Regions from separate parts of the Mus musculus genome. Here region 1 is linked to region 2. The links are chromatin contacts, called in public HiChIP or PLAC-seq maps. All regions are on one chromosome and are shown on one strand. Each heading gives the region's core, a stretch centred on a gene start, on an enhancer-like site or on the middle of the called end of the contact. The rest is flanking DNA. Distances are from core to core; before and after follow the strand shown. Region 1 overlaps Shisa9 (shisa family member 9). Region 2 holds the start of Shisa9 (shisa family member 9).

Region 1 (4,140 bases), core at 1,003-3,502, 49 kb after region 2:
CTGCTGATAATGCTATTTTATATTTGCAATCACTTTTTTTTTTTTTTTTACTGTTTTAAAAAAATCTTTTTCATCTGTTGTGCCACCACGGTCACTGTATGAAGTCAGTGGAGAAGAGATGGATATAACTTCAAAAAATCTTAAAGCATTCTGAGGTTCCAAGAGATTACGTGACTGCTGAAGCTGGTGTGTGGAGTAGATGGAACTTCCTGATCACTGCATCAGTCAGCTATTAGTGACAACAGTGCTGACTAACAAACAGCTCCCTTCTCAGCAACAAACATCAACAAGGGGGCGAGCTGCTCCTTGGCAGCCAAGAGGCATGAGTTTAGAACACTCTCTCAATATTAACAAAAAAGCATAGATGTTCAGGTTCCTCTAAAAAAATAATGTAGTGTTTGCATGTAACTTATACAGGACTCCTGTAAGCTGAAACTGTTTCTGGATCACTTTAGGACATTTACCATAATCTAAATGTTATAAAGAGAGTTGTTATATCATATTGTTTATGAAATAATCTAAGAAAAATGTATATTTTCAGTGCTCACAATTTTTCATATTTTTAAAAACAAACATTTTTCTTTATTCTTTGAAAAATTCATATAATTTCATACATGCTGTGTATCTTGATTGCAGTCACACCTACCTACTCCCTCCAACTTTCCCAAGGCTCCCCCAAAACATAACATTCAAATTTTAGTTAATTAATTATTAATTTATAACCCACTGAGTCCAGTTAGTGCTGCCCATATAGTGTAGGGGTCAGTCGCCGACTGAAGCATGGACAACCTACTTAATATTTAAAATTGTTATTACATTTTAAACTATTTATTTTGTGTGTGTTTATGCATGGACTTACCCAGGCCACAGCACACATATGGTGGCCAGAGGTTTTTTCCTTCCTGTGGGTGCCAGGAATCAAACTCATGTAGGCCTTACAGCACGCACCCTTACCTGCTGAGCCATGTCACCTGCTCATACCTACTTTTGACTTGAAGGCTGGATGCCCCTGAAGGGGTTTCATCCTCTTGGGAGTTGACTTTGAGGACTGACTTTACCTGAGATCATTTCAGACAGGCATGGTATGGCCAGGCACAGGGGTCAGAGCCAGAGAAACATCAGCTGATGTCAGAAAGGAAGAACCGATGCTACAGCCTACCAGCAGAAAGAAAACTGCTGTTTATTGTAATGGGAAACGATGTGGCTTTATGTGGGAGAGACTTGATCTGATGTGTTTTAAGAGCTTATTTGGGTTGCTTTTTCAACTCTGAATCTTGTGACTCCTTTATAAAAGACATCCTATAGATTCTTTATTTGGTTAATAATGAATTTGCTCTCAAGGAAAGCAATGGGGTGGGAGCCGGAGAGCTGTGAGCCATCCCATCAGGGACTTGCTGAGCCTCTCCCGGGTGAGTCTCACTGGTTCATTGATCACGTCATAGAATCATTCTACTCACTGAGAAAATAGTTGCTGAACACTCCCTCTTGGGTTAGCACCAGGAAGGACTGGGAAAGACTGTCTGGAGCCTTCACATGGAACCCTGGTCGCAGTCCTCCACCATTGGACTCTGGAAGACTGCCCTAGCGGGGTCCTAGATGCCTGGGTCTCTGTTTGAGGTCTAATGACCAGGAAAGAAGGAAACAACTGTCATTAGAGCTGACTATCTTCCATTTGTTCTCTGAGCTCCATGTGTATCAGAGAAAGCTGAGGCTTAGAGGACTAGCTCAAGATGACACAAAATGACCATCAGCCAGGTAGACATAGATCTCATGTTCTACCCCACGCCCCGTCCACATGCTCTGCCCACAGGCTCACCTTTAAGCCAACAATCTCTGCACTCTAAATATGGAGTTTGGAAAAGAAAACTAATGATGCTTATTTTGAATTAAAAAAATGCTCTTTTCACAATTAAAAAACAGTCACATAAAGTGAGTTTACATTGAAAATTAAGTGTTCATATGCAAAGGTTCCCCCTTCAGGAGTAAGCATTATGACTTCTAATTATACAGTAGTCAGCACTACATATTTATGGAGTCTTTGAAGAACTGTTATAAATAGGTCAGAGCAGGGCTCGCACTCCCTGCATGTTTACTTGCCTGGTGTGCCCATTGGCATTTGGCCCTGATCTTGTTCAGCCTTGAACTCTAGTTATGTTCTCTTATGCTAATGAGTCATCTCCCAAGACTGCAAGCAGGGTGTTTTCTGTATATTGTTCTCTTTTTTTTTCCTGTCACAGGATCTACCACAGTGCTAGGTCTGGGGCACTGACTAATAGATCCCCTTTTCCTCTTCCCTCTTCTTTGTCCATGCCCTCCCTTCTTCTGTCTCCTTCATTCTCCATCCCCCTCCCCTCCTTTGTCTTCCCCTCTTCTCCTTCCCCCTACCCTATCTCTTTCTTCCTTCTCTCCCCTTCCTTTCCTGCATGTTCTTTCTCTCCTTATCCTCTTTCCCTCCACAATCATTTCTATAAAGTGATTAACGTTGTGGCCAGAGATCCAGTGACTAGTTCTGCTGAGACACTAGGTATGTAAGAGCAGTTGGTATACAAGTATGGGGGCCCAAGTTCAAATCCTCAGCATCCACAGGAAATGTTCTTGCTTGTTCCTAATCCCTGCACTGTGGGAGGCAGAGGCAGGCTCATCACTGGGGCTTGCAGATTCCCAGCCTACCTTCAGCTTCAGTGAGAGATTCTGTTTGAAGGAAAGAAGGCGGGGAGCTATGGATCAGGACACCTGGCACTGTTCCCTGGCCTTCGTGTGTGCCATGAGCACATGCACGCCCCTGCCTCATAAAGATTCAGTGATGACTTAAAGGGAACATGATTATCAATGTTTTTCATCAATAGTTCCCATGTCTGATCATTTTAAGTGCTCCTTAGATTGATATTGACTGTGTGTCTGTGTTATATGTACTTGTTCATGTGTATGTAGTAGGCATACAGGTGTTACCTTGATGTTTCAACCATTTATTGAACAAGTGGCTTCAAGCAATAAGCTTCTATGGACATCTTGCCAAAACCACAACACTAGTAACATTATGTCATCAGTGTCTTTGGATGTTTGTGTAGAAAGGCTCCTCAGTTGGAGGCTGAGGCCATATGACTTTACTGGGCACATACTTATGGCGGGCACAAGCCATGCTGCCTATACTGAGCATTCTCAGCACAGCCTATCAACACCATGCTTGAGTGAGACAATGGAAGCATGCACAGGGTGGCGAGATGAACTGTCCAAGGGTACCTTGGGAAGGCACCCTGTGCAAAGTCATTTGGGAATCTGATGCTTACTGGCTGAGTGTCCATTCTGTGTAGTGTATACTCAGTGCTGGGGTATTCTAGAATATTCCAAGGAATGAATAAGGGGGAAAAATGCTTTTCCACAACTCATTGTCTGAAGGATCGGACAGATATCCATTACTGCTATTCAGCATAACAGGAGTTGTAAGTCAAAAAGGGGCCAGGCCCAAGTGAAGTACAGAGGAATAGGAGAGAGGAGCAGCTGCCTTGTAAGGTCCTGAGCAAGCGTTTGACAGGCAGGTGGAGGGTAGAGAGCACTGACAAGAAAGGCGCTCCAGAGCAAGGGGACAGCATATGCAAAGGTGTGGACTTGGCAATGGAGAGTAGGGGTGGAAATGCAAATGCTCTGGAGGTGACATCTGCATGAAGCTGGAGAAGTGGGAGGAGACAAGTCAGGCAGGACCTTGAGCATGGTGCTGGTCTTGATATCCTCCTCCAGCTAAAGGCACTGTGCCCTTTCTGTCAGTGGGATACTTCGTATCCTAGCTTACTTTCTCACTTAACTGAGCAATTAATGTGTTCTAGCCTCTGTGCTAGGGGCTTCATGGTGCAGATGATGTTGTGGTATTTTGAGTGTGTTGGGCATACAAACTTGGTGCATATTTGACTTGTGCCGTGATAGGAGGAAGACCAGGATAGAGTTATATAGAGAGATAACAAGCAGCCAGTGAGGGCATCTGTCTGTCTTAGAGAAGGTTTGTGTAGGTTGGAGGAGGGAAGTTAATTGAGAGAGGAGCTGGTGAGACTGTTGGCAAGGGTGGGGAGGGCCTAAGGTCCAGAGGCATGAAGCAGTGGTATGTGCGTGTGGGGACAGCAGAGTGACCAAAAGTAGAGAGGCCCCAGG
Region 2 (4,419 bases), core at 1,447-3,946:
CTCTTTTTTGTCCCAGATCGAACAATTTCTTAAAGATCTCTTTCTAACCCCTTCATGTCTCTCTCCCTCTCTCTCTCTCTTTCTGGATAGGCATATTCCCATGGGTGCAGGTGTGCACACACATGTGTAGCTGTGTGTGCTGAGGCCAAATGACAACCTCAAGTGTCATTCCTCAAGAACTTAATTTTTAAAAGATTTATCTTTTTATGTGTTTGTGTGAATTTATGTGAAGCAAGTGCATGTGGGTTCCGGTGCAGGCCAGAGAGTGCCATGTACCAGTACTGGAGCTGTAGGAAACTGTAAATCAGCTGATTTGGGTGCTGAGTCCTCTGTAAGTACAGTAAGGGCTCCTAACTGCTCAGCCATCTCTCCAGCACCCCATCCCTTTGTCAGGAGATCCCCCTCAGTAGGTTAAGACAGCTGGCCCAAGTGTCCCAGGGGTCTGCCTGTGTCCTCTCCCCCAGCTATGTGATTCTAAGTATGTGCCACCACACTCTGCTTCCTCATGTAGGTTTGAGGGGGTAAACTCAGGTCCTCTTGCTTTCATGACAAGTAATTTCATGATTCATAACTTGTTAAAAATCTTAATTAACTAAACACCTAGCTAACATACTTCACAATTCGTTTTTGTCTGTGTGCCTGGGAACACAGATTATCAAGGCCATTTTAGTCATGTTATTTACATGGCAGTGCTTGGAGACATTAAAGATAGAAACACGTAATCAAAGGTGGGGTGCATGTCTGTTAGGAAGGGACAGGAAGTGGCCAGTCACAGACTCTGGAAGCATAGTTCCTGGGTAAAATGTCAATAGCTTTCACTCCACAAACTCCCTGGGTAGCTTTCTCATTGCTTTGAGGCTCAGTTTCTCTCATTGCTATTGGGAAGATAATATTAACCAAGAAGCAGAGAATTAAGGGAGCCCCTGAGCTCACTGATTCCTCTACAAGACCCCAGGTTGTCTGGTACTCAGTAGTTATTGATTTTTAATAAAAGCAAGCTTAGGGATTGTGCTATAACTCACAGAGAAATGTCAGCTGCCATCAGCTCCCACACCAATGTTTATGGGATGGACAAGGTGGTAGCAGTTGTGGGTTGCCAGTATGACAAATATGCCTCCCACCCTATTTGCAGGGTCCTATGGTGAGGAAGCTGGTTGGCAGTTCTCTTTCCTTTTCACAGTGGGGGATGGGTTGGAGTACATTCTACTGCAGTCAGTCTTGGCTCTAAGACCTGGTGTGGTTTACCAAGGTGGCCCTGGGCTGCATTTGTAAATCTTCTTTCATCAAAGGGAGGGGGAGTTTAGCCAAACCCTTTGATTTGGAAAAAACTTGCCACACAGTCTTAATAAATCCTCTCATAAATTATCAATTAAGAGGATCCCAGCAGACCATTTTACATGTGGCCCAACTTCGTGGTCCTTTGAAAATTTCCCCCAAGAGTCCTGCAGCTGAAACCAAACAAGAGGAGAGGGAACAGAAAACATTGCTTCCTCTGTGATTCACCCAGCCTACTGCAAAGAGCATACTCAGTTAATACAATTAAAAAACAAAACGCCAGGGCGTGTGGGGATATAAATTTAGCTTAGCAGCTTTGATGTGAATCCTGATTTAGGGGCTATTGAAATCAAATTCAAGTAGAGGGCAGGAAGAAATAGGAGAAATGGTCGAGGGCTTATGGAGGGCTGGGAGGAATCAGTCAGGAGAAAGGAAGAGAGAACAAATTTGGAAAGGTTGAGAAGAGATGCTGGGAGCCAAGGAAACAACCTCGGTGAGGATGTCGGGGAAGGGGGGCTCCGTGGGGACAGGGGACAGCCTGCTCTGGAGACTGTCGCGCGGGCTGCAGAAACGAGTGGCTGAGGATGAGTGCCCAGGCCTTGCGCTGCGCCAAAACTGCCAGCGCAGAGGCGGCGCCGCTGTGTGCCCTCCTGTGGAGCTCAGCGTTCGCTGCGGGGGCGAAGAGGGACAGAAAGCGGCAGGTCCTAAGGGCTAGGGGAGTTCTTAGGAGAGCCCTTCCAGGGTGAGCCATTGCCTTCGCTTTGTCCGCTGACCGCCTCGCCAGACCACCCAGCTTTTAATATGAGTTCCCAAGCCCCTGTTCTGGGGTGCTTACCACAGCCCAAGGGGTTTGACACCTAACCCACCTTCCCAGTTCCAGCCTCTTCTCTGTTCAGGGACTCGAACCATCCCAGGCTCGCGCCAGGCATGAGGTCGCATCCCCGGAAAGGGCAAGGCAGTTCCTGCACGCCCGGGAGGAGGAGGGAGATCTTGTCTACACTGCTTCTAGTGTGTCTTGGAGTGAGCAAGCCATCTAATCTGTCCCGATTCTCCTAGTCACCCCTTCCCTGATCGACAGATTGCAATCGCAGCTCCTGCGCACGCACCCCTAGGGGGGGAAATCGAGGGCGGAACCACCTCTGAGTCTTTGCTTGGGGTGAGGAGCACCTTTCTCCCCGAGAGGGTGCCAGAGGTCCCGGCCGTGGTTCTTTCCACCTGCCGAGAAATCAGAGCTGTTCTTTCGAGCCTGGCAGCGGTGGAGCTTGCTGCTTTTGCCCGAGCTCTCTCTGCACGCCCCCTATTCGCCCCCGCCCGCCCGAGTCACCTCTTTACGCGCCCCCGCCCCTTTCGAGCTAGCGCTCACCACCACCCCTCCTCTATCCGCCCTCCTCCCCTTCCCCCTTCCCTCTGGCCCTCCCTTCATTCCACAAGTGTCGCTTCTCTCTCTCTCTCCAGCGCACTTGGCGTGCTAGAGAGGTGAAGAGCATCCTGCGAGCGAGCGGACGTGGGGAGCCGAGTCCCGGGTGGCGGGTGGAAGGGAGTTACGGACACAGCGACTCTCTCCTGTTTTCCACCCCCGCCTCCCCCGGTGGCCAGCAGGACCTGCACCCCGCGCTGGCCCCCGCTCCTGCTCCGTCCCCGCCCGGCCCCGGCGCGCTCCTCCCCGGCCGGCCCCCTTCCTCGGCGCGCGTCGCGCTGGAGGCGAACGCAGTCTGAGCCGAGCGCAGTGGCCGCCGACCACCGAGCGCCCCGCGCCGCCTCCCTGCATGTGCGGCCAGCGGCGGCCCGCAGCCCCCGCCAGCAGCCTCGGCAGCTTCGGCCGCGCGTCCAGAGGCGGCGGTAGCGGCTCCAGCGGCGGCCGAGCGCTCCAGCCCGGGTTGGGAGACACGATGCGCCGAGTCCTTCGGCTGCTTCTCGGCTGCTTCCTCACCGAGCTGTGTGCCCGCATGTGCCGGGCGCAGGAGCGATCTGGGCACGGGCAGCTAGCGCAACTGGGCGGCGTACTGCTGCTCACAGGGGGCAACCGCTCCGGAGCCGCCTCCGGAGAGGCCGGCGAGGGCGTCGGGGGCTCGGACGCACCGCCGACTCGAGCGCCCACGCCAGACTCCTGTCGGGGCTACTTCGATGTCATGGGCCAGTGGGACCCGCCGTTCAACTGCAGCTCGGGCGACTTCATCTTCTGCTGCGGGACTTGTGGCTTCCGGTTCTGCTGCACGTTTAAGAAGCGGCGACTGAACCAGAGCACCTGTACCAACTACGACACGCCACTCTGGCTTAACACGGGCAAGCCCCCAGCGCGTAAGGATGACCCCTTGCACGACCCCACCAAGGACAAGACCAACCTTATCGTCTACATCATCTGCGGGGTGGTGGCTGTCATGGTGCTGGTGGGCATCTTCACCAAGCTGGGGCTGGAGAAAGCGCACCGGCCCCAAAGGGAACACATGTCCAGGTGGGCTGCCTCCCCTTCGCCCCCCTCTTTGGGTCCACTTTCCTTTCCCATCCATCTCCAACATTCCCCAGCCGTGCTTCCCTCCACCCCAAGGTCTCCGATTGGGGAATGTCATCCAGGACGACAACTTTCCCTTGTAGCATTGAGCCAAGCAAGGCATTGGGCTCAGCACAGGTGGGAGTGAAGGCCGAGTGTGGAAGGGGAAAGTCTCTTTTCCCCTCGCCCACCTCCTGTTCCCTCTCACCAGATATGATGGTGGGTCTTGAGACACATAGCCGGGTCTTTAAACTCTTGCGTTTTGGGGAGAGGATCCATTTATGGAGGTAAACAGAGGCAGGCGAACCTGAAAGGAAGTGGGGGGGGGGGCGTGTATGATCCGTGTGCTTGTGTGTTGGAGGGAGGGAGGAACGGAGGGAAAGAGTGAGTACCTCCTGCAACTTGTACACTAGCGAAAATGAAGCAAAGGTTAGGGAGAGTGCACCAGAACCAAAGCCTCCTAGTGCTGGCGCTTCCCCAGAGCTTTGAGGGTCCTTGATTAGAACCTCTTCTTTCCCCATTCCATTTCTCCCTCACCATCTATTCCTCTCTGTGCTGCAGCCATCACAACGCTGCACACCTTGCCTGGCCTGGAGATGACTCCACGGGCCCCCTCCACCCTTCAAGCACCTTGATTCATCAACTTTGCCTTTCCC

Evidence for each region. HiChIP or PLAC-seq counts read pairs in DNA pulled down with a chosen protein or histone mark.
Region 1: an H3K4me3 HiChIP or PLAC-seq map of bone marrow-derived macrophages shows a contact between it and region 2, with 2.0 times the contacts expected there. The contact joins the enhancer-like site here to the promoter of Shisa9 in region 2. A contact is called at or near these places in 4 of 39 promoter capture datasets (the 3T3-L1 cell line, embryonic stem cells, hippocampal neurons and 1 more), 3 of 484 Hi-C or Micro-C datasets (the N1E-115 cell line, bone marrow-derived macrophages and nephron progenitors), 4 of 115 datasets of contacts at active chromatin or transcription factors (bone marrow-derived macrophages, embryonic stem cells and neural progenitor cells) and 1 of 9 other capture datasets (adipose tissue).

Annotation. Positions count from the first base shown.
Region 1 is chr16:12,030,484-12,034,623 of GRCm38.p6, forward strand. All of the region lies in intron 2 of Shisa9 (shisa family member 9), which reads left to right. Among named protein-coding and RNA genes, the nearest start is that of Shisa9, 48 kb to the left of the region's middle. Within about 2 kb of position 2,253, at least 28 of the 459 cell types and tissues checked have an H3K27ac peak or open chromatin away from gene starts, as enhancers often do. A contact at or near this core is called in bone marrow-derived macrophages, where this site is marked.
Region 2 is chr16:11,981,417-11,985,835 of GRCm38.p6, forward strand. It overlaps Shisa9 (shisa family member 9), which reads left to right and starts at 2,697. Exons shown (of 5, transcript NM_028277.2): 1 at 2,697-3,727. The coding sequence starts at 3,165. Gm32278 (predicted gene, 32278) reads right to left here and starts at 2,329. Exons shown (of 2, transcript NR_155455.1): 1 at 2,142-2,329.